Linked DNA regions of Mus musculus: regions 1, 2, 3, 4, 5 and 7 are each linked to region 6. The links are chromatin contacts, called in public promoter capture Hi-C maps. All regions are on one chromosome and are shown on one strand. The core of a region is the stretch at or near the end of the contact, and the rest is flanking DNA. Distances in the headings are between cores, read along the strand shown. Region 1 holds the start of AW112010 (expressed sequence AW112010). Region 2 holds the start of Stx3 (syntaxin 3). Region 3 holds the start of Mrpl16 (mitochondrial ribosomal protein L16). Region 4 holds the start of Chrm1 (cholinergic receptor, muscarinic 1, CNS). Region 5 holds the start of Zbtb3 (zinc finger and BTB domain containing 3). Region 6 holds the start of Incenp (inner centromere protein). Region 7 holds the start of Nxf1 (nuclear RNA export factor 1).

Region 1 (3,891 bases), core at 559-3,058, 1.2 Mb before region 6:
GGGGAACTTCAAAGGAATTGGAGGGCACAAGGTAGAAATGATATAAATATAGTATTCATGTATGAAAAATAAAATAAATTTAAAACAGAATACAATGCTCTTCAGTGACGCTTGCAATAATGTCTTTTAATCAAAGTACTTCCAAAATTTTTCTTTTAAATAAAAGAGAGGGGAGGGGAGATCACAGTGTATAGATATGCATACTTTTCTCTTGTTCTGTCTTTTTTTACACTGGCTTCACTTGTGAACCTAGTGTTGGGGGAGGCAAAAATATTTCGCCTCCCCACCCTCACAACTGCTAAAAACTAATTCTCTTCTTACTAAATTTTTATTTTGGAAAATAGGGTTTTTTTTTTTCACTAAAGATGCTTATTTCTGCTGACATGAAATGTATAGCTTTAGCCTAACAACTAACAAATACATCTTAGTCATCTCTGCTTTCATTTATTCAGTGGTAAATATCAAAAAACGGAATCCTTATAAGCTCTTTCAGAGTCTTTAGTTGATTTCCTCCAAGTGCAAAGATGTCCCGAGTTCCTTGAGTTAGAATACACTCACCCTCTCAGAGCCCTAGGACACAGAGAATGGGTCTCCATTCTGGAGCCTCACAACCCAGTCTAAAAGCCCTTCACTCCTCCTCCTCAGAGGCAAGGGACCAAGATCAATGTTGAGTGACAGCTCTCTTGACCTGCCAGTCAACTTGATAACCTCCACCTATCTTCATTGTTGTGTTTTGTTTTGTTTTTTATTGCTCTGAAGAGACATATGACCAAGGCCACTGATTTTAATTAATTAACTTATTTATTAATTAATTAATTTGGAGGCCCACAGTTTCAGAGAGTTACAGTCTGCAATCATCATAATGGGAAGCAGGGCATCAAGCAGGCCGGCATGGCACTGGAGCGGTAGTTAAGAGTGTACTTCCTGCGGAGGAAGAAGAGAGGGGATCGGGGGAAGGGAGAGAGGGAATAAGAGAGAGAATGTGCACAGTGGGACACACCTCCTCCAGCAAAGCTACACCCCCTAATTCTTCCCAAACAGTTCCCAACCAGGAACCAAGCTTTTAATTTATGAGGTGGGGGGGTCTCACTCAAAGGACCACACCCTATGGAGAGCGGGGCCTTCTGTCTCTGCTGGGGATTGCCTCCTCTTCCTTATATTTCCATGTCACCTCTATTACTCCCAATCTGACCAGTCAGCTGGCTGTGCCAGCAGTGACTGCTTCCCTGTCACTACACAAGATCTTTCACAGACACTCTATGGGCTTTTTAGCAACGATAACAAGGTGGCACCAACAGGAGAGCTCATTAAACCTATTGTCCCTTGGTTCTGGAGGCAGGAAGTCTGAGTTCAGGGTGTCAGCAAGGCTCCATCCTTCAGGAGGACTGGGAGGAGAGTCTCCTCCAGGCTTCTCCTAGCCTCTGGCTTCTGGCAGTATAATAGTGAACTCTCCTTGTATTCACATCTGCTAATTCTTTAACCTACAACCCACGATGAAAATGCAAACACAGGAGATACACGCTTGAGTGTAATCCTGTGTCCTGCCTGAAACCACATCCTAGAGAGCCCTGAAGAATATCCACTGACCCATGTACTTGTGTTACTCTTACCAAAAAAAAAAAAAAAAAAAAATCAGCATTTGCTTTAAATCATTGAAATATCATATTATGTCTGCTTATTTCCATAGCCAAGGATGAAGCAGTTGTCTCAGGCAACACTGTACTGTGTTCCAAGCAAGGAATTTCCCAAGTGGGAAAAGGCTCTTGGGCTGTGTTTGCAGATCTTCCTGTTTGTTTGTGGGATAGGCCAACTAATTGTGTAAACTTCTCTCAGACTCGGGGTTTTTCAGTCCACTCCTGTTTAGCAAATAGTGCCCCAAAGCAATTCAAAGGGAAAGTGAAACTGACATTCTCAAACTTTATATAAAAAACCAAAGAGAAGATCAGCAGGAGTCTAGCAGACAACCTGAGCTGCAAGATGTCTCCCGTAAGTACCTCTTGATCTGTAAGGGGAAATCTATAGTGGGTAAGAAGGCCCATGGAAGGCCTCATCCCAGCTTACTGGAGAGAATGAGTGTCACCTTCTGTCTTTGAAAGCTTGCATTTAGTTTGTTATTATTTCTAAGTCTGTTTTTCCAGGAAGATATAGTTCTTGTGGGGTGGGTATCTCCTGTCTGACACCACAGAACTCAATTCTAAGCCTGGGATGTAGAGAGGAGACAGCACTAGGTAGGCATATGAAGGGCCAGCCAGGCGCTGCGGGAAATACACACACACACACACACACACACACACACACACACACACGCACACGGAAATATCTGGAAAGGACAAAGCAAAGGACTTAAGCGTAAGTTTCTCCTGGGTCCTCCTGTGTAAGTTCTTTCTGATTTTCTCCTCAGTTGTGGATCACTTCACTGACTTTTTCTCAACGTGCAGAGGCCTTAATTCCTTCCCCTTTTAAAATAGCTCTGTTCCAGCCCAGCAGACTTTTTAATGATCTAGCTTTCTCTAAAAGCTCAGAACAATGGCAGGAGTCTGTACCCTCTTCTGAAGATGAGGCACCCTGTATGTAGTTAGAATCTTCCTCTGCCCTAGAAAAAAACATTTGATACAGGCCCTGCTCTCTCCATGTTAGCTTTGCCTTCCCCCTCTAGCCTTTAACCATCTCACTTTTCTGACTGTTCTTGTCCATGACCTCACATCCTACTCTTACCCAGAGGAGCCTCTCTGTTTTGCTCCAGACTGCACCTAGAATTGTCAGGGTCAGAGTCCAGGCTCAAGCAATCCAGATTCATCTACCCAGTCCTTAATGGGCCAACTAAACAAATAAGAGTGGAAGGTAGAAAAAAATGAATTCATTGTGACTTCATTGAGAAGCAGAGCAAAGGGGTCCAGTGACTTGGCCCCACCTGGGCTTATCACTCAGTTTCTAACATGGAGTTTAAATAAAGAGCCAGAGGTATGCAAAGCGAAGAATTTCTTTTTTTTTTTTTTAATTTTTATTTTATTTTAATTAGGTATTTTCTTCATTTACACTTCCAATGCTATTCCAAAAGTCCCCCATACCCTCCCCCCCACACTCCCCTACCCACCCACTCCCTCTTCTTGGCCCTGGCGTTCCCCTGCACTGAGGCATATGAAGTTTGCAAGACCAATGGGCCTCTCTTTCTACTGATGGCCGACTAGGCCATCTTCTGATGCATATGCAGCTAGAGACATGAGCTCCGGGGGGGGGTACTGGTTAGTTCATATTGTTGTTCCACCTATAGGGTTGCAGACCTCTTTAGCTCCTTGGGTACTTTCTCTAGCTCCTCCATTGGGAGCCCTGTGATCCATCCAATAGCTGACTGTGAGCATCCACTTCTGTGTTTGCTAGGCCCCGGCATAGCCTCACAAGAGACAGCTACATCTGGGTCCTTTCAGCAAAATCTTGCTAGTGTGTACAATGGTGTCAACATTTGGAAGCTGATTATGGGATGGATCCCCGGGTATGGCAGTCTCTAGATGGTCCATCCTTTTGTCTCAGCTCCAAACTTTGTCTCTGTAACTCCTTCCATGGGTGTTTTTCCTAATCAAGTTGTGGTCTTACTCACCTTCACTGCCTCAGCTCCAGACCCTTCTGCAAAGTAGTCAGACTGTGGGCAGTCTCTTTCTGGAAGGTAACAGGCTCCCAGCCTTTTCCTTCTCCCAGTACAAAACACACCCTTAAGGCTTCCTGCCTCTCTCTGAGGAAATACCAAGGAGCTTACCTCAGCAATGGTTCTTCTTTCCTGAGGCACTGGCTGAAAGGGAGTAAAGTAACCATTCTTTTTCATCTACCCTGGAGACTCCCAAAGACTCAGAGAGACTTTTTACCCATGAACTTGAGAGAGAATGGGAGAATTACCAA
Region 2 (3,913 bases), core at 1,264-3,763, 1.9 Mb before region 6:
GGTGAGTGGCATCTATTGAGGAAATTAATCATTTCTTTTACATTTTCCAATTTGGTGGAGTGCATTTCCTCAGTGTCTGTTGTTATGTCCCCCTTTTCATGTCAAATTTTGTTTATTTGAATACTCTCTGCCTTTTTTTTTAAATTTGGATAAGAGTTTATCAATCTTATTGATTTTTTTTCAAAGAACCAACTTTTGTTTCATTGATTCTCTGTATTGTATTGTATTTGTTTCAGCCCCGAGTTCGATTATTTATTAACATGTACCCCCTTTGGGTGTAATTTCTTTTCTTTTCTTTTTTCTTTCTTTCTCTTTCTTTCTCTCTTTTTTTGTTCTAGAGTTTTTAGATGTGCTGCTACGTAATTAGTTTGAGATGTCTCCAATTTCTTTTAAGTATATGTACTTAGTGCTATGTGTTGGGTAGATTCCCTCAATTCTAAGAATAGAATGAATATTCTAAGGGTGGTGGAATTCAAGACATCCAATTTTAGAAACACCTTAGGTTTGTCCCTCCTCCCCGCCCCCTGCCATTCATTGTTTTTTGAGACAATGTCTTTCACTGGCCTGGCGCTCACAGCTAGGTAGATCTGGCTGGTAAATCTCAGGGATCCACTGTTTCTACTTTCCCAGTTCTGGAATTACCAGTATGTGCCACTGTGTTTGATTATTATTATTATTATCATTATTATTATTATTATTATTATTATAAGTTCTGGGAATTGAACTCCGGTCCTCATATTTGTGGAGGAAGCACTTTACTGACTGAGCTATCTCTTAAGCTCTGACTTATGTTTTTTTTTTTTTTTTTAAGTGTCTGGATTAAGGCAAGAAGTAATAGGGAAGAAAACTTGTTCTGTATAATAACTTTTTAACAGAGCTGGTACCATTCAGTCATGGAAGGTACTACCTTGGGAGTATACAGAAAAACTGAGCAAATTAAAATGACCAGTGACCACTAACAAAAAGCTGTTCCATGCTATGTATCCTATGGTGGCCTTATCTAATGCACCTTTCTGATTCTATAATAGTCTGTGACTTTCATTGTATCACAGCTATTGTCCAGCTATGTAAATTAGATATCGGTAGTAAGCAGAGTGCTTCTATTCATGGAGATTATAAGGACTTAGTGTACAGGAGAAGCACGGTTTCTTCTCCCATCCCCAGAGCTAGTTTTGCATCAAGTAACCTATTCATGCCAGCCTTCCTGCTGTTTGTCTGTGGATCTGAATGAGTTTAACCTCTTACTGGTTGCTTCACTAATAAGCTAAAACATTAAAATATATTCATTTTATATTTGCATGAGAGTCACAATTTTTTCCCTGTTGAAATCAATTATATCCTTTAAAATAATTTGCTGGGACTTAAAAAAATTTTTTTTTTACTTGTATGAATGTTTTTGCCTGCATTATGTCTGTATACCACATGTGTGTAACCTCTGCAGAGCCCAGAAGAGGGCGTTGCATCCCCTGGAACTGTGTGTCACCATGTGGATGCTGGGAATTGAACCCAGGTCCTCCAGTCAGTGTTCTTTACTGCAGGGCCGTTTTTTGCAGCCTAAAATCAATCGCGTCTTAACTGGAATCCTTTGTTCTTGCTTCAAAATGAATCCATCCTCCTTCCTCACTTCTGTCCAGATTTCAGACGTCCACACTTCGAGAGTTTTTCACTGTAACCCCTCTTACTGGAGAGGTTGAAACAGGAGAATGGCAAGTTCAAAGCTTGCCTGGGCAATTCAGGGAGATTCTGTCTGAAAGGAGAAAACCTAAGGGCTGATGCTAGAGAATGAGCTCGGTGGCGGAAGGTTTTCCAAGTGTTTGCTGGGCTGGGGTGGGGGTGTTCAAGCCCTAGCTGTAGGGTTACGACCACCAGGGGGCGTGGAAACTTTCGCAGTCCTCGCTGGGCCAGCGTCAGGACAGGAGCCGGAGGTCAGATAGAGGATTAGAGTTGATTACCGCATAGTTGGCTCTAACAGCTCAAGCCCTGCCTTACTTGACTACCTTTATGGCAGCGGAGGAAGTCAGTAGGAGCGTGCACATCGCAGAGGGTAAAGTCCGGTTATAATTAGAAAGTATCTATGGCCTTTAAGATTGAACACAAAGTCGAGGATACTTCTCGAACTTGAGACCAAGTCTTCACTAGCGCCAATTGTTGACCACTACTCTGGTCGATACGCCATTTGTTATCCCCAAATCAAATACGGAGGGGAAGGGAATAGGGGCACCGTTGAAGAGGAAGGGCAGTGAGAAGAACCACACTTTTCTAAAAATTCTTCAAATCCCAGGGCTCTTGACAGCAAGGAGGAGAGAGGTGGGCTTAAGTTTTCCAAATCAAACAAACGTCTTTATCCTACAACTCTGCCCGGTAGTTAAAAGTCAGTTGCTTCTTTTCTCGTACAGGCTAAGCAGAAAATTGCTAAGCAGCCTCTGATTTATATAGCTATGGAAACGGACTCTCCTAGATTCCCTCAAGTTATTCAAATTGTTAGTAAAAGGTGACTGGACCGCCTACACGACTTCGAGAGGCCCCACAACCACTAGCATCATAATCCCCAAATTCCTCGCCGCAGCCCGATCCAGGGCATCTCATCTGCAGTTACGCCCTACGGGAACAAGTCTCTGAGCCCGAACCGCACAGATTTTATACCCAACAGGTCCCTTCTTTAAGGCGGAATATCTCTTGAGCATCATCGGAACGTTTTCCCTCATCAAAGGGAGCAGGAACCAGCTTGTCTTCAACCTGAGGAGTCCGCAGAGGGCCGAACAATAAGAACAGTGCGGAAAATACGGAATCGAAGCCAGACAGACCACCCCCGCCTTTTTTTTTTTTTTTTTTTGTTTCTGCCTTTCGAGGGGCATGGGAAGGTGTGCCCGGAATGCTTCCGGCGCTGGAGCGCGCTGGCCCTTTAAGCAGGAGCTCGGGGAGCGGCCCAGGTATGGGGCGGGCCCAGGGGCGGGCGAGCCCTGAGCCGGCGCGGTCTCGTAGCCGGATTTGGAGCGCGGCGCCGGCGGGGGCCGGAGGGGGCGGCGCGGCGGACCTCGGTGGCCTCGGACGCTCCTCCTCGAGAGCGGCCGCCGCCCGCCTCCGCCCGCTCTAGCAGCTCTCTCGCCCCGGCCGGCAGCCGCCGCCGCTCCAGGCCGCTCACTTGGGACGCGCTCACCTGAGACAAGGCGCCCGCCGCCCTCACCTGGGCCAGGATGAAGGACCGGCTGGAGCAGCTGAAGGCCGTGAGTCCGCGGCGCTTGGGGGATCAGGCGGGCCCCGGGCTGCGGGGATCGGTCATCAGGATAAGTGGCGTGGGAGAGGGGCTTCTCCTAGTTCCCCTAACCCAGGCCGCAGGGGTGCTCTGCGCGCTAGGCCTCCCTCCGCCCAAGCCCCCGCCTCATCCCGCGGAGCTTTGCACCCTCCCCTCCCCTGCAGGGTCATGTGCTCGGTGATTCATCACCTAGCTGCGATTTCCCTGGACGCCCGTAACCCTCTTACCCCTTCTCCCCCAAAGCTGGACAGGGTTCCTCCAGAGCTGGACCCACTCGGGGACTTGAAATCAGCGGGGCTAATGGAGAAGTCAGGGGGCTCACCTCACCAGCTGTCTTCTGCCGCCTGGCACTGTGCCCCAAACCGGCCTCCTCTCCTTTCTATTTCCCTCCCGGAGCACCGGGCAGGGCTACTCCATCCCCGGAGTAGTTGAGAGTTCCGGGTGACTTCCGGAGCGGTGAGCCTGTTAGGTGCTGAGATGGCACCCCTCTTCCCATTCAGTGGTCTGTAATTATTTTGTCTTGTACCCCCGGAGACAGCTGTGGTCGTCTGCCGCACAAAAGCTGAAAAGCTTAGGTCACTTACTCTTTTGAGCCTATTTCCTTGTCGGTCAAGGGAGAATCTTCCTTCCTTATAGGTCTGTTATGAAGGTTGAATGACA
Region 3 (4,378 bases), core at 219-2,718, 1.9 Mb before region 6:
AGTTAAAACATCAAAGCCAGAAGCATGCTCTTAAAAACCAAAACCAAAAACAAAACAAAACTCACTGCTCCTCTAGATTGCAAAAATACCATTAAAACAAAACAAACAAACGAAAAAAAAAAAAACCTTCTGTTGTATTTTTCTTGGTAAACTTACAAAGTAGGATTTTTCTTGTCACTATCCTCTATATGACATCCTGGGGAAAACAACTGTGACTCAAAAAAAAAATTAAATATGAGAAAGAATGGCTCCATGATAGAATAAACAAAACAGGAAGCCTCAAAGGGCCATCAGATCATTAATGGAATAATAAAGTTGCTGTTCCAAGTTACAAAAACTACTCTCCCTTCACTGACTTCTATGGGCAGCTACTGTGAGACCTGGTAATACGTTCTTACATCTGCAAGTTAGTATGCACTTCTAAGCACACACAGCACCTTATTTATCAAAAATGTTAGGAGTGTTTTGTCTGCATGTATTAATGTGCAGAAGAGGATGTAGGAACCCCTGAAGCTGGAGTCCCAGATGGTTATGAACAATCTTGTGGGTTCTGAGAATTGAACCTGGGTTCTCTGCAAGAGCAACAAGTGTTATTAACTGCTGAGCCATTGCTCCAGCCCACACAGTAGTTTAACAGTTATGTGCCGAAGACCCTCAGATGTCTAGGCCATTTGCAGTTTTGGAGATTTTAGTACATTAAAAAGTTAGATGTACAGGACTGCAGAGCACCTGGCTACTATTGCTAAGTGTCTGCATATCTGTACTATTATTTAGAAGATAAAAAAATCTGATATATGCCCAGTTAGTGCTGACTGGGTAGATCATGGGCCACACATCAGTGGTAGGATGCCTGGGAACTAGCCCAATAGTTATCTGCTTTGCAACATCGAGGGACTTCGCTGCAGTTTGCCTTCCTTACATATATCTGTTGAATCACTCAACGGAGGGAGGAAGCACAAACACACCTTCGATGCCTTTTCTCAGAGAAAAATAAGTGGAAATGACAGGTACTCACTTTCAAAAGTTGGAACTGGGAGGAGCGTCTTCAGACCAGCACTGGTGGGAAGGGCTGCCCAAGAATCTACAATGACAAATCAAACCATTACTGTTACACTCTGATCACTCCTGACAGAGGTGTCTAGAAGCACGGGGGTACGAGTTCCACTAAATGGGCTTCCAAGGAAGCAACTAGGCTCACGGAGCACCGTCTCCCGCACATGACCAGGACCCAGGCCTCCGCATAGTGGAGGTGGAAGAAGTAAGGAAAGCGCAGGACCTATCGCAGTAAGCATAGACTTTGGAATGTGGGGAGGAAGATCGGGGAAATGCCTTTTTAAAAGATGAAACAGGTTTCTGACCTGAAAAGTGCATCCGCAGGAGCGGCGCGGGGACGCGCGTCAACAGCCTCCACATGGCCACGCGTGTGCTGCCGGGTCAGGTTTCTCTCAACTACAACAGTGGCTTTTCCCAGTTCAGAGCTTTGCCGGCCCGCGGACACAAGACAGGAAGTGACGTCATCCTGTCCCACCTTTTATAGAGTCCTGACGGAAGTAGAGGAAACTTCCAGCACCTGGTTCTGGAGCAGGTTATCTGCGGGTTAAAGGTCCCACAGGCCAAGCCACGCCCGAGGTGTTTCAAGTTTCCGCGAGGGTCTTCTCAGTTTTTTTCTGTTTAGTGACAGCTCTGGGTTTTCTCCTTGGTGTAGAAAGCTGCGAAAGCCCGAGGTTTTGTAAGAAGTTGTTCCCTTAACTTTCCGTACATTTATGTCTCTTCTCTAGGGACATAGAAAGATGCTATTGATTTGTCATTGGCTTATTTACTGTGCGCTTGCTGAGTTTGGTCTTGACAAATCTATCAAAAGAGCTGTAGCTGGAGTTTTCAAGGTAAAAGCACTGGCTTGGGCATTCCCAACCGGCTGGGTTCGATCACCTGTCCTTTTACTTTTATAATTAAAAAAAAAAAAGATTTATTTATTTATTATATATAAGTACACTGTAGCTGTCCTCAGACACACCAGAAGAGGGCATCAGATCTCATTACAGATGGTTGTGAGCTACCATGTGGTTTCTGGGATTTGAACTCAAAACCTCTGGAAGAGCAGTCAGTGCTCTTAACCGCTGAGCCATCTCTGCAGTCCCACCTGTCCTTAATATGCTAATTAAAAGAAAGTAACCTCGAAAAGCCATTAATTTAAGGTAGCTTCATTTGAAATAATAAATGATGGACTCCAATGACCATTCAAGATCATTTTCATGGCCCTGATATGAGCTTTAAGCTATTTATTTATTTATTTATTTATTTGAGACAAAATCTCTATGTAGTTCTGGCTGTTCTAGAACTCACTATGTAGATAGGCTGGCCTCGAACTCACAGAGATCTGTCTGCCTCAGCCTACACAGTGTGGGATTAAAGGCATGTACCACCACACCTGGCACCTTTAAGTTTAACTAGTGGACAAACTGGGGCATCGAGTGGGGAGTCCGCTAAAAAGTATGCATAATTAAGCAGTCCTGGTCTAGGCTGATCATTGCTTCAGTTTTGGTTTGGTATGGTGGTCATCTCAAGCTGGCATAGATTAACAGGATTAATTTGTTTCTATAAATGATCAGTTTGGTTTCAAGATTTAGCCTTGTCTTCACAGAAGAGGGGTAATGTTCTGTCTTCAAAGTTTTTCCTTTAAGAAATCCAAGAGAAGGAGCTGGAGGGATGGCTGGGTCGTTAAGGGGATTGGCTGCTCTAGTGAATGGACCACACCATAATTTAATAAGGAAGGGAAATGAAATAATGTATAATTATCCTTTTGGAAATGTTGGACATATAATTTTTCCTGAGGCTGGAGCTTTGTAGTGATTAGAACAAGAGGATTTGTATCTAAGCTTTTAGGAGACAGATGAAATTAGCAAATGAGACTGATGTCTGTTGTGTTTAAATCATGTTAAATCTGTGTGCTCTTAAGAATTAATTTCACAAGCAGTAAGTACAGCCTTCAATGCTTGTGGATAAGATATACTGGGGAAATTGCTTACAAATCTATTCACCTGTGCAATACATCTGCTTCCCAAGTATTAAGAGACTCTACAAATCCACCCCAGGACACAATTTAACTTGTTTATTGATATTCCTCCTTCTGCGCTGGCAAAAGGCCACATTTTGAAAGACCTGAGAGTGGTCAGAACTCCAAGTCCCCTCTTTTTAAAAGAGATGTAATCCATTCCACGACAGGTGCCACCCATGCCAGGAAGGTCAACAAAGGTGTGATAAGAGGCAAGCATCTTGGTTGGGAGGAGTGTAAAAATGAAGAAATGAAGAACCTCCTCCTTCCTGTCTTATCTTCACTATTATCTCTCTACTTAAAATAGCACTGAGCCGAGGGACAGTTTCCACTAAGGTTAATTCAGTGTTGTATTATGTAGTATTGGGCATTTAGATTTTGAAATTATGTTCTTTGTAACTATAAGGGACAATTTAAAAAGATATTTGCATATAAACAAGACATTTACATCTATGTGCAGGTGCCCACACTGGCCAGAAGAGGGAGCTGTAGTTGCTGCGCAGATGCTTGTAAACTGCCCGTACAGGTCCTCTGAAAGAACAGCTCTTAACAGTTGATTCATCTCTCTAGTCACTAGCAGTTGCCATTCTTAAGTGGGAGAGTAATGAAGAAACACAATAGCAGCAAGAAATAGCAAAATATCAGCCCAACCCTTTCTAGATAAAGGTAGTGAACAAAAGCTGGGTGAAATAGTTGATTAAAGTTGATGTGTGATAACATCTTCCAGTCTAATGGATTATAAATCACATAGTGGTGATATGTCAGTTTTCATTTCTTCATTGATGAGTGATATCTAGCTTTCCCTCATGCTTTTGATTTCAATGTTTGTGATTTGCTTGTATGTATGCTAGTTTGTTTTTTATATGCACTTGTTCATGTTTCTCTTATCAATTCAAAACTGTTTGTTATGTCTCATAGGCAGATTCCCGGTTTTAATTTGTGTGTGTGTGCTGAAACTAGAAAGGGGACCAATAGGAGGAGAAGTCTTAAGAGAGAGAGTTGGGGAAGGAGGAAAGAGAAGAACAAGGGATAGCAGAATACATGTGACATGAAAGGATGAGAGGGAAATGGAAAGGTACCAGCAGAGGATGGGGCAGGGAGAGGATCAAGAAGAAAATGTTTGTGAATGCCTCATAACAAAGCCCATTCCTATGTATACGAATTTAAAAAGAATGCGTATTTTAAAGCCTGTGTTATGTGTTGAATTTCCTAACTACTGCCTAGTTTTATAGATTGAAACCATCTTTCCCACTCTGCAGACTTGCCTTTTCTGTGTCTCCACTGGAAGGAGTAGAAGGTTTCATCTATTTGGTTCCAGTTTTGTTT
Region 4 (4,058 bases), core at 1,308-3,807, 1.2 Mb after region 6:
ATAACACTAGGGAGAAGGTGGTCTTCGGAGAGAGCTGTGGGATTGGGCCCCTGGGTAAGTGGGTAGTCCTGGCCAAGGCTTTTGACTGTCCCCTTCTTTAGGGGCCATGGGTCAGAAGCCAGCCTTTCTGGGTAGCTCCCAGTAGGTTAGCTTTTCACTTCAGGTGGCTCTTGGTTCATTAAAGGTTCACAACACTTCCACCCCTGATCCCCTGGCCCTGGAAACAAGGAAGTAAATAAAAGGAATGGCTCTCATGTTTTGGGCTTAAGCTACTACTGGGAGCTCCAGCTAACCTATCAGAGGTCAGTGGTCATTAGTTAAATGCTCCAAAAATACACTGCTGATCTGAAGGAGGGGCATCTGTCAAAGAACCATGGCCAAAATTGCTCACCAGCGATGGACTTTGACTAGTTGACCATCTTTAACCAGGTTGGGAGAGCCTGGCTGTTAGCAGGCTGCAACCTAGACCTTGCTCTGCAAGTGTGGCATCAGCCATTCTGGCCCCCTCATCCTCCGCCCTGCATGCCCCCAGATCCTCACTCCTGTGCTCCTCCCCCTTTCCTTTCTTCTCTCTCTCTCTCCCTCCCCCATTCTTCGAGGCATCACCATGGCATCAGAGCCGAGCAGAAACTCAGCTCAATTCACCCACCTCTTCTCTGCCTGCCTGCTTGGGAGCCCAAGATCCTGCCTCGCAAAGCTTGCTACACCCTTCCCTTTCCCACCATATCCTAGCCTCCTGTTCATGGAGGAGGCAACACAGTATTATGCTGAGGGTGAGGAGAATGGGGTTCAGTTACCGATGGGGCTGCTATGTTTCCCTAATGGGGCTATGGGTACGTTCATTTTGCCTTTTTAGCCTCGCTTTCTCTGACTGTATATTGGGACAGCTCTGCCTAGACCTTTCTGGACACTTAGAACTTCCTATTGCTCTTCAAGATCCATTAAAGCCAAAGCTTCCAGTCCAGCATGGAGGTTAGAATGATACCTTGTAGCCCTGTCCTACCATCTCTTCCTCTTACATATCTCAACAGCGATCATGGTTTGCCTTGTAGCTGAGATCAGAGGGTAGAAAGCTTTCCTTGGGCAGCTCATGGAGTAGCTGGTTACTCTGAGACAGGAGACTGGCTACTGGAGACTGCTAGCCGGTGAGGCAGGGGTCACTGAGCCAATGGGATGAGCTGCAGATAGATGTGCACTGTAAGAAGAACTGAACCCCTCTCCACTGGCGCTAAGAACCTCTAAGGTGAAGAAATTTCCATGAGCCAACTGCCCCTTCTCCAGACACCTGTCTTAGAGGTGGCAACTCCAAGAGTCAGAGCCTCTGGATTTAACTCATCCTTACTGGAGTCAGGGAACATGTGTGTGCATCAGTACCCTTGTATTGCCCGAAACCTGCCTTCTGCAAGCCAAAGATACAAAAACACAGGGAGGGCCCTCTGGGTCCCCTCGCGTGCCAGGACCACATTGTCTGGGTGGTGTGGCTATCCATGTGCTTATCTGTCTCCAAAGAGCACTGGGGCTTTTTGCCTGGTCTCCTGCTGGCTTCTGGCCCAACACCCACCTTGGCATCCAGCTTGTCCATCTGGCCAGCAGCCTCATTCAATCCATCTTGGGGGGCTGAAGGTGGATAGGGGAGGTAGGATTCAGGGTTTCCTGAAGGAGGAGAGAAGGAGGCTCTGGGACTGGTGTCCCCAAAAGTATGTACATGGGGTCACTCTTCAACTAGGTGCTGGTAGCCAGGGCTGCCTCCTGCCCTTCCCCTTCTGCCTTTAGTGTGCTGGGGGATCTGCTAACCACACAGCCATCTAATCTCTTCTGAAGTCTAGGTTGAGTTTCCTAAGAAGGTCTTTACCTCTTCTGCCAGCTAAAGCACAGAAAAACATCAGATAAATCCACTGAGAAGCAGCAGACAGGGTGTTTGTAGCAGCCAATGCCCACTGCTAGAGAGCCCTCTTGGCCTCTAGACCCCTCCCTGGCCACCTCCCCTTTCAAGAATCCACCCCCATTCCTGTCTCATCCTTGTCCCTGCCCTGTCTCAGAGGACCCTGATGCTTCTGCACCCAGCTCAACACAGCCCCTCCCAAGCCCTTCCAAATGTACTCACCATGGGACCGGAGAGGGGTCTGTAGGGTCCTCAGCTTCAGTGCTTCTCCGGGGGCCTGCAGTGTCTCCTGGGACCCAAACACCTGGCTCCCGGGGGGAGCTGCGCCCTGTGCTGGCAGCCGGAGAGGCACAGCCAGTGATTGGCATGTCCCACCCCCTGGCACGCCAGCCTTGGGGGGGAGGGAGGAAGGGAAAGAGAGGGAGGGAGGAAAGGGAGGAAAGAAAGGGAGGGGGAGCAGGAGGGAAGCCTCAGGCAGCATCTGGGGTTGGACTAAGTCCTGGAGTGTGCCCCCCTTGTCCACAAGGGCACCCACTTTGAGCCTCGAGAGGGAGGAGGCAGGACATGAGGAAAGAGAGCCCAGGAAAGCTAAAAGTCCAAGAGGAGAGAGAAGGCGGATACAGGGAGACAAACACCCACACCCACTGCACACAGACTGGCGGCACACACACACACACACACACACACACACACACACACACACACACCCTCTCACAAAGGCACACTCTGTTTCCCGGGCACCTTCCCCCACCCAACCGGAAAGCCCCCAACTCCTGTGCACCATGTCCCAACACACATGCCCCGACACACATGCCCCATTATTCACATGCCTGCTTCCTTTGCATACCCTCCCCCCATGAACATGCCCACGCGCCCACCCACCCACCCACCCAGCCACACACCCTGCTCTTCCTCCCTGCTGTGAGGGAGCTAAATTCCTTCTGTTTGAAAATGACACATTGGGCCTCACGTGAGAGGTTCCAACTTGGACCAGACCCAGAGGGCTGGCTCACCCACCCTGGGACGGAGTGACATGCCCGCATGCTGGGCAGTGCACTCTGGTGTATGGAAAGGTCTGGTGTGAGGGTATATGTGTATCTGGTTTGTGGAGCACTGGAGAAACTGTGTTTGTTCCATATGCTGTTCAGGGTCCGGCATGTGTAGTATGACATGTGTGCTCATGTCATTATGCAGCCTACGTAAATCCAGGTGTGACCCTGCCAATCTGGAGCCAGAACGCATGTGGGAGCGTGTGTCTGTGCTCAGTGTATGTCTGAGTGTTGCCCAACTGTGGAATTGGCTAATTTTGACAAGTGAGGTAGCATCTACCTCCCTGACTGCTCCACCTCCAGCTTCCCCTTGGTAGACAGACAGACAGGCAGACAGACTGCTCTCCTCCCTGCTTGTCAAACTGTCTCCCCTGACTCCCACTTTAGGTTCACAGGTGTGTACCTGGGAAGTACGAGCCACTCCTCCTCTCAGCCTACGGTTTGACCCTCATCCCCCCTCCCCCCCAGGCTGGTTTGGATTTCTGTGTAGAGTCTCCTTGGAGATAGAGACAACCCCTGGGGGCTTTGTCATAGGGACCTGGGTCCAGCAATGCCCCAATAGAGACTTCCTGGAGAGCTGACCACCGAGGAGAATTGGAAACACTAAAAGCTCCTGTGTGTTTTGCCCCATGGGCTGTGATGAAGCCCTGGGAGGGAGGTGGGAAGGACCGAAATCAAGATTGCCTTTATGGAGGAGAGAAAGCTAAAGGTAGGTTCCAGGTGAGCTCTAAGCTCAGGGTTTTGGAGTCCGGGGCACACCCATTCTTCCTTCTCTCTTCATTTTCCTACCAATGTTGAGACTGGAGCTCAGTTGCCAAAGGAACCAGAAAAGGAAGAAATTGACGACGACTCTGGGGCTTGGGCCAGCAGATACGGGACACAGGTGGCAGGTACGTGTGGGGGCATCTGTACTCTTGAGGCTGCCAAGGGGTACCCAGTGCGCCTTCTCTCTGTGTTTGGTCATATACTACAGTTTGGGGCGGAGGGGGTGTCGGGGTCAGAGGATCTGAACAGCTCCTCCTCCCACCTTCGGTGGCATTAGACCCTTAGGGTTAGGTCAGAAAACAAGCAGTCTCTGTGGCAGGCTGCCCCCTACTGGGCCATCCTTAGGTTGCGGGCTGCATGTT
Region 5 (4,273 bases), core at 1,674-4,173, 1.1 Mb after region 6:
CCCTGTGTAATTCACCACTACACCTGGTGAATAAATAAATCATAAAAAAAAAAAAGGCCAGTTGGTGCTGGTGCATGCATTTGATCCCAGCACTGGGGAGACAGCAGGCTTAACTCTGAAATCTTGCCTGGTCTACAGAGTGAATCCCAGGACAGCCAACACTGTCATACAGAGAAACCCTGTCTCAAAAAAAGAAACCGACTTCTACCTGCCTTGAACGTTTGCTGTGGACCACAATAACAAGCATGTTGTCTGGAGTCACAAGCCAAGTTCAAATCCTAGTTTTCTCCATAACCAGCTCTATGACCCTGAACGAATGAATGAGTCCCAAGTCTCAAGTCTCGGGAAAGGGAGGTGGGCCTAATACCCCCATGAAGTTGTCAAAAGATTAATCGTGAAGTGCCCAATCCAGCCCAGAACACAAGTTCAACTACAGCAATCCATGTCTAAGATTCCCTCTTTGTACTTTAAGTCTATGCCACCCTCTCCCTGTCTCACTTTTTGCCTCATGAGCAATTAGACTCACATGCTTACCCAATACAGGTGTCAGATAAAAGAACTAGAGGGCAGACATGAAGTCATGTAGACATGTGGAAGAAACCAGCCAACACCAGTTCAAAGGGATAATTTCAGTGCTAGTTTTATGTTCCAGAATGTGGAATGAGCAGTTACACCTCAGGAAAATTCTCAGTGCCCTTGGAGAACTGGCTGACTTGCTCTGCCCTATAACATCCTGTTTATCTGGCTGGGCAAAGAAAAGGGTAGACAGCTTCGGGTTGGGAAGAACCTTCATTCTGCCACCCTGGAGTGATGAGGTGCTTCCAGCCTTCTCTGTAGCCATCTAGCAATGGTAAGAGCAGGCCTGGCATCAGTTCATGCTCCCCAGATGTTAATTTTTAGGACCAAGTGCAAATTCTTTGGGTGGACCTCCACCACCACTGCTATGTCTCTCTGTCGTTTGGGAGCCAGAGAGGGGCTGCACCCCTAGAATGGTGCTAGCCTCTGGATCTGGTTTGCTGCGTTTGGCCAGGTCCTCATTGTGAGCCTTGCGGATGTGGCGGTAGAGGTCCCCTGACTGTGTGTAGCTTCGTAGGCAATAGCGGCACTCATAGGGCCGCTCACGTGTGTGCACTGTGGCATGTCGCCTTAGTGTATAAGAACATGAGAAGGTCTTTCCACAAGTCTTGCAGGTGGGAACATCCTCTGTAAAATTTCCAAAGCTCCCTTGGGCTGCTTCATACTCAGGAGGAGGGTAGAGTGGTTCATGCAGGGCTGCTGGTGCAGGCAGGGGTGAGGTTACCAGCCCTCGATGATACTGCCCTGGACCTGGCAGCAGATGGTATGGTAGATGAGATTCCGGAGGCAGGAAGTGGTCACTTGGCCCCACCTCCTCTAGTCCTGTTGCCCCTGGCTCCTCAAAAGCCTCTGCCTGTGAGGGCTGTCCCCCATACACTGCTCCTCCAGGTGGGAACAGCCCTTCAGATCTGTGGGGCTGTTCCTCTGACAAGTCAGCCTCCTCATCAGAGATCACAATAGCTTCTACTTTTACCTGGACCAGTTCAGCTTCAACTGGGGCTGGAGCCTGGGATAGAACTGGGGCTGGCGCTGGGGGTGGGGCTGGAGCTGGGGGATAGAAGCCTTGCAATGGTCCTCCAGTATCCCTTGGTTCCACCACCCTCAGACTCTCAGGAACCACATCAAGAGGAGTCAAGGGCTCCACCGAAACTCCTGGAAGGCCAGAAGAGAAGTAGTTTACAGGAATGGTCTCTGTAGAGCTACTTGGGCTGGCAAGAGAGACGGAGACATCAGCCACTGGTGGAGGAGGTGCCCGAAGATGTGATGAGTCAACTTCCATGCTTGGTTGTGTAGTGTCTGCCCCCCCAGATACTGGTGGCTCATCTGCAGGATGAGCAATGGGTAAGGGAGTGGCTGGACCCTTCCATTCCTCTTTGTTCCAGCGGGCTGACGGTTCAACAGATGCCAGTAAAGGCTGTGGGCCTCGAGAACTGCCTGACAAAAACTCCAGACTAGCAGGATTGGTTTCCTCTTCCTTCTTGGTACTGTCTGCCTCTGCCAGAGCTCGGGCCTGCAATCGTTGCTTACAAACCTTAACAATGTCATTCATGTGCAAGTAGCTGGCAGCTGCCAGCACATCTTCTAGAGGAGTATCTCCCCTAAGGGCCAGCTGGCCAGCATACATAAAGTCCAAAAGCAACCCAAAGGCTGGGGCCGTGACAATCTCATTGTGAATACACACCAGGTCCCTCTTGTCCAATTCCCGCTCCTTGTAGAAAAGCTGAAAGAATGGGCTGCAGGAGGCCAGCACAGCCCGATGGGCCAAGAACTGGGTACTACCAACCATCACAGTGCAGTCACAAAGGAAACCCTGGGACCGTTGCTCCCGCAGGCTCTGAAGCAGCTGCTGACTGTGTTCTGGGAACTCCATAGCACCCCAAGGAGGGAAGGGTGCCCAAGAGAGTTCCCTACCACTGACTCCCTGGGAAGAAAGGACAGTAAATTAGGTAACTTCCATAGCAACCTCCACATCAGCCCTTAAATAGAGCTGACCACCCAAGGCCTCTGGCAACATGCTGTCCCCCACCCCCAACCATGTTTCAGTTAACTGCCCTTCTTTTTCCACTATCCCACCCAAAGACCTGTTGGCTCCGCCCCCTGAGCCTAACCTTAGGAATCGTCCCCGCCCCTATTCGAAAAAAAGCCCTGCCCCCGGAAGTCCCGCCCCCTAAGCAGCCTGTGCTTCCTCGATTCTCAGCCGGTGCCTTACAATGAGTCCTCCAACTAGGACTGTCTTTTGCGCCCAAGCTTTCCCGGGTGATGCCTTCACGCCCCAGACCCGGAACTTCCTGCGCTTTTCCCTCTCGAACTCCAAGGCTAAGGACTCCCAACGTAGGAACTAGCAGAGAAAGCTGAGCCCTCACCCACGACCTAGCAGCTACTAGGAGAGCTCCGCCTCTTCCCACCTCCGCTATCTTAATTGGCTCAAGCTTGCCCTCTCTTGTTGTGGATTGGCTCACTGTGAGCTACCCCGCCCCTCGATAACCGGCTTCTCCAAATGGGCAATCCCTGCCATTGCTCAGGCGTCGAGGCTCACAATTGGTTGTTGCTCCTGTCCTAAACTTTTCTTCCTCATCCCGCCTTCCCTCAGAGACCTCAGGATTGGCTGAACTTATTCATCTGTTTCCCATAGGGAAATTACCCGCCTGGGTGGGGCGAGGTTGGCAGTAACGCAGTGTATTCGGGAGTATACAGCCTGTTTCTGCTGCGGACTACCTAGAAGGAGAACTATAACAAAATGGTGTGATAACCTGTAGGCCCACGTCTAGACCAAGCTCTGCCGAAACAGTGGGCAGTAAGCCACACCTCCCAAAAGTGCAGTTCACTCTTGCAGATCTGGTCCTCGAAAATTACAGGATGCGCCACTAGTTCAGGCTCAGTAGTGGTGTTAGTAACTACCTCTAACTCTATGAAGATGATGGACTGTTCTCTAGGCAAGCCCTAGTAAGGACAGAAATGGGACAGAGTCTAAGGATATCTGTGTTGTTAAAATCTTTTCCCTGAGGGGGGCTGCGATCGGAATGTAAAGTCAATAAGTAGAGAAAACAAAACAAAACAAAAAACTCTTCTGTAAGGTCCCAATGATAAACCAAGGTACTATGCCACTAGTACCTTGGGCCCCTGAGAACTTATTGGCCTTTCTTACAGAGCCTAGGTGAGGGGTTACTTACAGGAGTGTGGGTGAGCCACTTCAGAAGTCCCTGGCTAAAGGGTTTACCCAGCATAATGTTCCTGTAGCCATATAGATGGAGCTCCCTCCCTAAGTCATTCTCCACCTATAGAATTCTGGGTATATATATATATATATATATATATATATATATATATATATATATATATATATATATATATATATATATATATGTATATCAATCAGGTAATATATGTAATATATATATTACACACACACCCAGCCCTGGAGATCCTGGGGTCATGTGCAATTAGGGAACTGGTTGAGGGAAGTGACTGGATACTCAAGTGAGGGTCTCATGACCCTCCACAGCCCCTCATCCTATAAGGGAAAGTCAACAGTCAGCAAGCACAGCTGAGGTGGTCTTCTGCCTGCAGACCCAGCTAAAGTTCTGAGGAGGATGGTAGTTTGCCTCCAAAGATAGTCCTGTTTGGTCCCATAATACACATGTGGTTGTGCATGTCCACAATATGTTCAGGAGGTAGAAGACAGAGCATCGGAACTTCA
Region 6 (4,225 bases), core at 85-2,584:
CCTACAATGGTGTCTGCCTGCAAGGTATGTTGGGGCAATAGTGGCACAAACCTGTGGCAGTAACCAACCAATATCTGATTTGACCTAAGGCCCACTCCACAAGATCGAATCCTGCTTGGGTGAACAACAATCTGAGACAAGATAGCTCAGGGACCTAGGGTTAAACTAAATACTACTGTTCTACTAAAGGAACATAGCAATAAAATGACTCCTAGTGATTGACATTCTGCTACACTCAGATCATTGCCTTGCTCAGCCATCATCAGAGAAGCTTCCTCCTGAAGCAGATAGGAACAAATACAGAGACTCACAGCCAGACAGAGTTTGCACAGCTCTGCATCAGGTTCTTGCATATATGTTATGGCTTCCAGTGCTTTTATGGAATTCCCGAGTGTTCGAACAAGTGGGTCTCTGGTCTTTGTGCCTTCTCTTGGGGCTTTTTTTCTTTGTTTCATCCAATTCAGATATGATAGGTTTTGTATTATCTTATGTTTTACATCTTAGTTTATTATTATCCCTTAGAAGTCTGTTTTGAAAGGGAGTGGATACAGATGGAAGGGGAGGTTAGAACTGGGAGGAGCAGAGGGAGGGGAACTGTATCAGGATATAGTATGTGAGTAAAGAAATCTATTTTCAATAAAAGGAAAAACAATTTAAAAATAAATAAAACCCCTCTGTTTAATCTGTCCAGGGACATTTGTAGTTTCGCCCACCTCTTGGCTACTGAGAATGATTCTATAAAGAAGGTGGAGGTGTTTTATTTTACAGGTGGTGGTGACACACCTTCAACTCAAGACTTTACCTTTATATGTGGCCAGAAAAATTCTCCGTTGTATGTGGCGTCCAATCTGGAGGGTACTTAGCAAACACTTCCGGGTGACAATCGGAGGTCTAAGGAAACATTCTGTAACTATATGCCTGACTGCTCTTGGAGGGAAGGCTCTGTGAGATTTGCAATGTGTTTCTTTTTACTACTGCAAAGTAGCAGAGCTGTCATTCCGAACGCAGAAGCATTCCGGACTTGAAACGAACCAAGCGGCTGGCTCGAAGATAAATAGGCATCCTCCCCAACCAAGCCTGCCTTCGCAGTGCACGCAGGGACTTGTAATTCGTCGCAACCACTTCCTCGCCGGGTAGATTGCCGCAGCTTCCGGAAGTTGGGGCGTGTTAAAAGCGTCAACGTTCTTCTCCCCGCCTCCTAGTCCCACAGATTGACAGCACTAACAGCCAGCAGATAAGCGGACTCGTGCGTCCTGTTACGTGATTGGTTTGGAGTTTTGTAACCGCCCAGACAAACTTAAGGGGAATTGGTTGAGCCACAATTTTGAAAATCGTAGATTCGCCCGCGCTCTTCGCCCGGTAGGTCCTCGCCTGCGGCGAGCTCGCGGTACTGGGAGTCCAGCCGGTCCGGCGTGGCGGGAAGCTTAATCTGCGGAAGCCGCGGACTGGAAAAGGAGTGGTCCGGGAAGACGCGGCGCCGCCGGGTGAGTGAGAACGGGCGTCGGGAGTCGCAGGGTCGCGGTGTTCGGCCACTGGTCCCGGCCTCTTCGCTTCCCAGGATGGGCCAGGGGAGTCACTTTCGCCTATGGGTTGCTTATGGGTGTGGGGATCACTTCCAATGGTTCTAGGCTTGGAGATGAACTTCGAGGCCCTGCACTTGAGTCCTGGGATCCGAGAATGGTCAGTCCTCTTCCCCGCACGCCGGGCCTAACACCTGTGCAGAGCCTGGGCTGCTCTGTAAACCCGGACTTGAGTCTTTTTATGGCAACGGCTGCTCAGCTTCGTCCCAGCTGAGCAGCATTTAAAAACTGACCCAGCTCCGGAGACCGCCCTGCTACTTATTTTGTCATCCCCGCAAGCGTAGGCTCTTGTCAGCGGCGCAGTTCCCTCCAGCTTCCTGCTGCCAAGCGTTGGGATTGTGTCATTCTGAGCTTGAAACTATTGTCCTGGAGGCCTGTGGCTAGTGGTTAAAAAACATTTTAAATCCAGGCTCCGCCCTCCGATTTTCTTGGTGACTTTGACCTAGATTTGTATGTGCATGGGTATCTTGGAGTATGTGGCAAAAAGGAATTGAGAGGTTTCTTGGCATGGAGTAGGACTCTTGAGTGGAAGAGCAGTTTTAGCGATCGATCTTCCTGCTTGGAGGGGTGTGTGTGGGGAGAAATGCTTAGTTCATTTCCTGCACCCCCAGAGGAGATGGCAATTGCTAATCTGCTGAATGGCACAGAAATAGTATTTGTGGAGAGGAAGTGACCTTCCTTCTCCCATGGTAGGGTTTGTTTATTTCGTGGACTGAAGGTGAAGTTACCCAGGAGTCTGATTCTTGTTACACCTCCTCCTTTCCTCAGAGTCACCTTTTCTAACTTTTCAGCGAGGGCTTGCTAGAAAGCACATTTCCCCATGGAAGAAGAAGTGTGGTATTGGACTTGGTGAAAGAAGCGCTCACTCCGATTGTAGCATGAGCAGACATTTTGTAAAATTTCCCATTTGTTACTTTCTTATAGCTCCTCTGCAAGTCTTTGGAGTCCTTGTGCAGTTTTCTCTTCTCTTTGCTGGCCTTGAACTGATGAGGCCTTGGACTTGGCTAGGGCTGTTTTCTGGTGCAGGGGGATAGGGAGACTCAGTGGAGAGGCCATGCTGATGAGTAGCTGGCTGCACAGTTAATGCTTTTTCCTAAAGGCTCAGTGCCCCTATCCATTCGGTTTTGCCCCAGTTAGTGCTGCCTTTGGCCGTTAGGTCAGGGTGTGTTTTGGCCTGTTCTAACATGTGCCTACTGAGTTGCTCACTGAGTGTCCCAGTGTGTGATGGTGAGACAACCTTTAGGATTAGTTGATGGATGAATGAATTCATTCCACAAGTGCCAGACTCTTTTGTTGCTGAGGAAGGCACAAGGCTTACCCTCAGAGAGCAGGTTAGTGGGTAGAGGCCAGCAGTAGGCAAACATAAACAATCACTCATTTGCTGTGCACATAGCTGGAATCTGTGTGTGAGATCTTGGCTTGGATTGGAGGTCTGATCCTCCTTAAGGAGCTGAAAGCTAAGTGAAGAAGCTGTACAAAACAGGAGACAGAGTTCCTAGAGGCCAGAACTTGTTTGAAGGGCAAAAGGGTAGTGTGCCTCATACATCAGGCTGAAGAACTTCAAGGAAGAACCTAGAGGCCACAGTATATGATGGCATTATGTTCCAAGAGGATCAGTAATATAGCCCTTTCTTCCCTGACCTTTTTCTGTAGCTGAGAGGCTGAAGTGTGTATGCATGCTTCTTGCTTTTGAAAGTGTAAGTCATGGTGGGAACTTCCTGTCCTTATATAAGGTGGGATCCGATATATTAGTGCTCATAGCTGCCACCCACTCTTGATCTTTCATGTGTTTACCACTTGGGGTACTGCTTATCGGGGGCCCTGATATGACAGTATCAGAATCCTCCCACTTAGTGTAGGACCTTTGTTAGGATTATATAGTCAGGTCGTACGGCAGATATCCAAGCTCCCAGCTTTTTAAGGCAGTGGGTAAACTGGCACTGCATTGTCTTTTGCCTGGTATTGACAGCCAGGTCTTCCTGAAAGCAGCACATTGCATGCGCACTCACTTCGCTCTCCCTCATCCATTCATAGGACATTTTGGCTTTAGGGAGGGTTTCAGAGGTCTCTTTGGAGAACATGGTTCTGGACCCCTCATTTCTTATGCATTCCTGTGGAATGTATAGCACATTTCCATCTACTGACTCCCCCCCCCCCGCCCCCAAATTAAAGACAGGGTCTCATGTAGTCTAGGTTGGCCTTAAACTTGCTATGTAGCTAGGCATAACCTTGAAATGATCCTCCTGAATTTCTCAAATGTTTGGGACCATAGAACGAACTATGCTCAGCTCTAGTGTCTATTTACTTGTTTACTTGTATAGTGTGTGTGTGTGTATATATATATATATATGAACATGTTGTGTGACAAAGCTTTACCTGGGGAGATGCAACACACACTCCGTTTACCCCTAGATAGGAACCCACAGTAGACCAAAGTATGGATACCCACCACCAAAGTCCAACTTTGTGAACCAGTGAAATGTTTTTTGTTACTTACAGTAGTATCAGTGAGGGGTTACAGGATGAAGGGCAAAGGTAGTATGCCCCACAAATCAGGCTGAAGAACGTCAGGGAAGACCCTAGAGGCTACGTGTATAAGGGCATTAAGTTTCAGGAGCAGAACTAACTTGTAGGAGCAGAACTGA
Region 7 (3,972 bases), core at 872-3,371, 1.1 Mb after region 6:
GCAGGTTCCACAGTAAGGAGGTAGGGAATGTTCTCCAATATAACCATTGTTTGAAGCAGGAGGATTCCGAGTTCCAGATAAGCTAAAACCCTGCCTTAAAAAGGGGAAGAAGCCAAACACAGTGGCCCATATCTTTATTCCCAGACAGTGGCAGGCAGAGAACTGTTGAGTTTTGAATGCCAGCATGGTCTACTCATTGAGTTCTAGAACAGAGAGAACTACTCATTGACACACTGTTTCAATAAATAAATTAATAAACAAACAAGCCAACCAAGTGTGGTAGTACACTGTTTAAGAAGAGGATTGGAACTACAGAGTTCAAGGCCAGACCAGGATTGAGACCTGTCTCTCTTAGTGGGTGGTCTGCATATATGTAGACAAAACAAATAAAAGGAGGGCTGAGGATATAGCCCAGTTGACAATGTGCTTGCCTATCCTATCCTTCACACACACACACACACCACCCAGGCTGAGGCAGAATTTGAAACTTCAAGTCAGTCTGGACAACTTGGTGAACCATCTCAAAAAAATAACAGCCGGGCCTGGTGGCGCATGCCTTTAATCCCAGCACTTGGGAGGCAGAGGCAGGCGGATTTCCGAGTTCAAGGCCAGCCTGGTCTACAAAGTGAGTTCCAGGACAGCCAGGGCTACACAGAGAAACCCTGTCTCGAAAAAACAAGGGATTTTCATCCTTCCTTGTCTATAGCTCTGTGGGAGAACAGAAGGCCTGGCACACAGGGAATGACCTGGAACCTCTGATCCTCTTACCTTAAACAGTGCACTACTACACTTGGTTCTATTTATTTTCCTTTTTGCCAGACCTTGAGTTTAACTCTAGGAGCCCAACCCCCCCAAAAAAAAGTAAAAGTCTATGCAATACCGAACTTGGGAAGCTGACACAGGGAGACTGACTGAGGCCAGCCTGGGATACTAGGGCTGACCCTGTAAGGGAGAATTAGCCTTCCCTAGGGATGAATTCCCTAAATGGTTATCCAATCCCAAATGGTAAGCTTTAGAAACAAATATATACACATTAACACTAAATGGGCTCTGCATGTTGGATGAATTTGGGGAGAGAGTTGACAATGGGAATGGCTAGAGAAAGGAGACCAAGTAATTATATTTGAATTAAAATAAAGGTTCATTGGGTAGCTATTTTTCAGGCCTGGATAAATCATCAGTATTACACAAATACAAAAAAGGTATAACTTTCAAAGAAATCCACCTAATATCTAGCATCCTCTAAACAACGATCCTCTCCAAGCAACCCTAGTAAAAAGGAATACATTAAGAGACAGTGAAACTACGGTTCACGGAAGAAAATTCCCACTCCAGTTACTGTGTTCTAGGCACTTGGTAGAAATTATTTCATACGCACACAAACGCACACGCACATGCACACAAACTTGGGAGACAGGTACCCACATGAAAGAGGCGGAAAACAAGGCCTGAAAGTTTAACTCACTCGGGTTTAGTACAGCCAACTCCAGATTCAAACCTCAGCTGTCATAGTGTCCTAACCACCACAATGAATTAACATGTCAGGATAGGTGTTCCGACTAGAAATTTGATAAACAATAAGCAGCAAGCTACAAGAACAGACTGATCGTATCACAAAAAGAAAAAGAAAAATAGGGCACCAGGGTAGCCCACGACCAAGCGACTACTGACTCACATTTAAAGGAAGAGTCGGGCCGCCAAACTGAACTGACAGGCATCAACCACCCTCAAAGTTGAAAGGAATCTTGTCACCCCACCCCTGAGCCACAGGTTCTCCAACGCCTGAATCCGGGCGACTCTGGAGCCCCTGGGTCCCGCGGCGCCCCGCGCCCCCTGCCCGCGCGGCCACCGCTACCTACGGACGTAGGGCTCCTCGCGGCCTCCCGCCCCCGGGCTGAGGCCTAGGCCAGGGCCGCCCACCCCAACCCACCGCGTCGCCTCCCGGCCCGAGGCCCCGCACTGACCGTTGTATGACTTCCCTTCGTCCGCCATGGCACAGGCAGGTACAGGGGCGGGCTCAGGCGCAGAACCTGACGCCACCAAACGCCAAGGAGCCTTAGCGCTCAGGACAGAATCTCTCCTACGACCGGCGCCACCGCATTTATCCGGCGAAGCACGTCGCGCGCCGCCGACGTCCCCAGGATGTGGGCGGTGCCGCGGGACGTGAACGCGCTCTCTGAGCCTGCGCAGAAGCAGGGCGGCCGCTCGGGGGCGTGGCCAGGCCCTCCGAGGCCCGCCCACGGCCGGAGCTCCGGCCGGATGGCCTATCGGCCGGCCCCGCCTTCCTATTTCTTCGCTGGCCCGGTCCCGGAGCTAAACCCTCTGCGTTAGCACTGAACTCAAGAGGAGCAGGGTCGAGGGCTACACACAAGAATGGAGACCTGGCCTCTGAACGGGAGTAACGGCCCACAGTCCCCGCCGGTGGGATCCCGGCAGCGAGTAAGTCGCAGCTCAGTTCCTTGCCAGCCGCTGGCCTATGCCCTCTTAGCTTTTCTCATCTCCACGACGAATTATGACGAAATAGAAAATTGGAATGTAAGCCCCACTGGAGCAGGAACCTTAACTAATGCGAACTTTTCTTCCTCCAGCACAGTATCATGCCCAGTGTGAAACCCAAGTGTGAATTAAACGAAATCCTGTCCTTCGTAGGTTTTTAAATTGACTAATGAAAAAAGGTCTTTTAAATTGACTAATGAAAAAAAAAGTCAAGTCGGGTGTAGTGGAGCAGGTCTTTAAACCCAGCATTTGGAAGGCAGAGGCAGGCAGATCTTTGAGTTTGAGGCCAGTCTTGGCTCTATAGAAATTTCTAGAACAGCCAGAGCTATGTAGAGACCCTTCCTCCAAAAAAAATAAAATAATAAAATAAAATAAAAAAGCTTTAGTCTTACTATCAATACTTTGTCCAGTTCAGAGATAGGGAACACTACATAGACCATCTCAAAACAAAATCAGGGATCTAGTGAGCCTTAAGCCTTGATCTTCACTTCACTCAGTCTGTCATACTGAAGCCTAATTGGTAGACCCAGGTCAGCTAGGTAGGTAGCTAGGGAAAGTTGCTAGTTTTGGGTTTTGTTTCTTGAAACAGGGTTTCTGTGAAACTTGCTTTGTAGACCAAGTTGGCCACAAACTCAAGAAATTCACCTGCTTCCAACTCCCAAGTGTTGACTGAAACTTTAATGTCAAACCCAAGAGCTCTAGGAAACTTTTCTGGTGTGGCTAGGACTATTGCAGCCTTGGATCCAGATGCTGCTGTGGGAGGGGGAAGCAGATGGGGTGCTGGTAGGCATGGAGCATGACTTGATTTGAAGATACAAAACAGGCTCAAACTTATGGGTACTGTCTTGGAAGTTGCCGCCCAATTATGAACCCACTTAGTCCAAAGGAAAACTCTTATGAAGTGCTGCTGTACTTGGCTACTCGCTTCTAGGGGGGAGTTGTGTGTACAGAGCTCCGGAGCTACCCTGCCTATCAGTAGGGGCCCATCAGAGTCACTGACTTAACCCTTTTGGTTCTGGTATTGGGCAGTGGTTAGCTTTTTGCTGAAGTCCCCCCCCCCCCCCCAGAAATGACATCAACACTAGTGAGGCTGACAGTCTTGCTGTAATTGGGAGGAAATAGGCTGCAGCATGTTTGGCATATTGAGAGTCACCAGTAGCCAAAGTCAGGTTTGTGCAGGCAACTGTAGGGCTCAGAGCCCCCTCACCTCACATGGTGAGGAGAAGGCGGCAGTCAAGTTCTAGCTGACCCAGATGATGAAGTTGGTCCCTTGGATACTTCTTGAGGATTCTTGCCTCTCAAGAAGGAAGGGCGTTTTCTCCTCTTGCTGCCAGTTACGTTTGGGGGAGGCTGGTTATAGGCTTATAAAAATCTCAAGGTGGAGACAACCTCCCCCACTGGCCCCTAGCTGGCTTCTGTTCCCAGCCTCTTCACAGCAGAGTCCAAATCCAGAACCAGTGTGTTTCATGGGCCTGA

The links. Promoter capture Hi-C pulls out the DNA fragments that hold promoters and counts their contacts.
Region 1: a contact with region 6 is called in a promoter capture Hi-C map of liver, with 2.9 times the contacts expected there. A contact is called at or near these places in 3 of 39 promoter capture datasets (liver and pre-B cells) and 1 of 130 datasets of targeted methods (pancreatic cancer cells).
Region 2: a contact with region 6 is called in a promoter capture Hi-C map of hippocampal neurons, with 7 times the contacts expected there. A contact is called at or near these places in 3 of 39 promoter capture datasets (hippocampal neurons and liver).
Region 3: a promoter capture Hi-C map of liver shows a contact between it and region 6, with 5 times the contacts expected there. A contact is called at or near these places in 4 of 39 promoter capture datasets (hippocampal neurons, liver and pre-B cells) and 1 of 9 other capture datasets (adipose tissue).
Region 4: a contact with region 6 is called in a promoter capture Hi-C map of hippocampal neurons, with 3 times the contacts expected there. A contact is called at or near these places in 4 of 39 promoter capture datasets (cranial neural crest, hippocampal neurons, second pharyngeal arch cranial neural crest and 1 more) and 1 of 9 other capture datasets (adipose tissue).
Region 5: a promoter capture Hi-C map of pre-B cells shows a contact between it and region 6, with 7 times the contacts expected there. A contact is called at or near these places in 14 of 39 promoter capture datasets (the 3T3-L1 cell line, the C10 cell line, the HPC-7 cell line and 9 more), 1 of 484 Hi-C or Micro-C datasets (pre-B cells), 8 of 130 datasets of targeted methods (embryonic limb bud, embryonic stem cells, epiblast stem cells and 3 more) and 1 of 9 other capture datasets (liver).
Region 7: a promoter capture Hi-C map of pre-B cells shows a contact between it and region 6. A contact is called at or near these places in 12 of 39 promoter capture datasets (the 3T3-L1 cell line, 3T3-L1-derived adipocytes, cranial neural crest and 8 more), 1 of 484 Hi-C or Micro-C datasets (B cells) and 6 of 130 datasets of targeted methods (astrocytes, embryonic stem cells, extraembryonic endoderm stem cells and 3 more).

Annotation. Positions count from the first base shown.
Region 1 is chr19:11,048,483-11,052,373 of GRCm38.p6, reverse strand. It overlaps AW112010 (expressed sequence AW112010), which reads left to right and starts at 1,808. Exons shown (of 3, transcript NR_102366.1): 1 at 1,808-1,986.
Region 2 is chr19:11,818,003-11,821,915 of GRCm38.p6, reverse strand. Stx3 (syntaxin 3) reads left to right here and starts at 2,513. Exons shown (of 11, transcript NM_152220.2): 1 at 2,513-3,224. The coding sequence starts at 3,195. Gm41810 (a long non-coding RNA gene) reads right to left here. Exons shown (of 2, transcript XR_003952942.1): 1 at 3,576-3,913; 2 at 1-3,263.
Region 3 is chr19:11,767,505-11,771,882 of GRCm38.p6, reverse strand. It overlaps Mrpl16 (mitochondrial ribosomal protein L16), which reads right to left and starts at 1,468. Exons shown (of 4, transcript NM_025606.3): 1 at 1,359-1,468; 2 at 1,016-1,081. The coding sequence starts at 1,413.
Region 4 is chr19:8,662,504-8,666,561 of GRCm38.p6, reverse strand. It overlaps Chrm1 (cholinergic receptor, muscarinic 1, CNS), which reads right to left and starts at 2,557. Exons shown (of 3, transcript NM_001112697.1): 1 at 2,105-2,557; 2 at 1,562-1,653. 9830166K06Rik (RIKEN cDNA 9830166K06 gene) reads left to right here and starts at 3,227. Exons shown (of 3, transcript NR_045314.1): 1 at 3,227-3,821.
Region 5 is chr19:8,801,198-8,805,470 of GRCm38.p6, reverse strand. It overlaps Zbtb3 (zinc finger and BTB domain containing 3), which reads right to left and starts at 2,923. Exons shown (of 2, transcript NM_001098237.2): 1 at 2,786-2,923; 2 at 625-2,497. The coding sequence starts at 2,446. The coding sequence ends at 890.
Region 6 is chr19:9,896,598-9,900,822 of GRCm38.p6, reverse strand. It overlaps Incenp (inner centromere protein), which reads left to right and starts at 1,334. Exons shown (of 19, transcript NM_001369356.1): 1 at 1,334-1,484. Gm50340 (predicted gene, 50340) reads right to left here and starts at 1,145. Exons shown (of 3, transcript NR_168101.1): 1 at 803-1,145.
Region 7 is chr19:8,755,252-8,759,223 of GRCm38.p6, reverse strand. It overlaps Nxf1 (nuclear RNA export factor 1), which reads right to left and starts at 2,121. Exons shown (of 21, transcript NM_016813.2): 1 at 1,965-2,121. The coding sequence starts at 1,992. 1700023D09Rik (RIKEN cDNA 1700023D09 gene) reads left to right here and starts at 2,255. Exons shown (of 2, transcript NR_132423.1): 1 at 2,255-2,439. It overlaps Stx5a (syntaxin 5A), which reads right to left. Exons shown (of 10, transcript NM_019829.4): 10 at 3,582-3,972.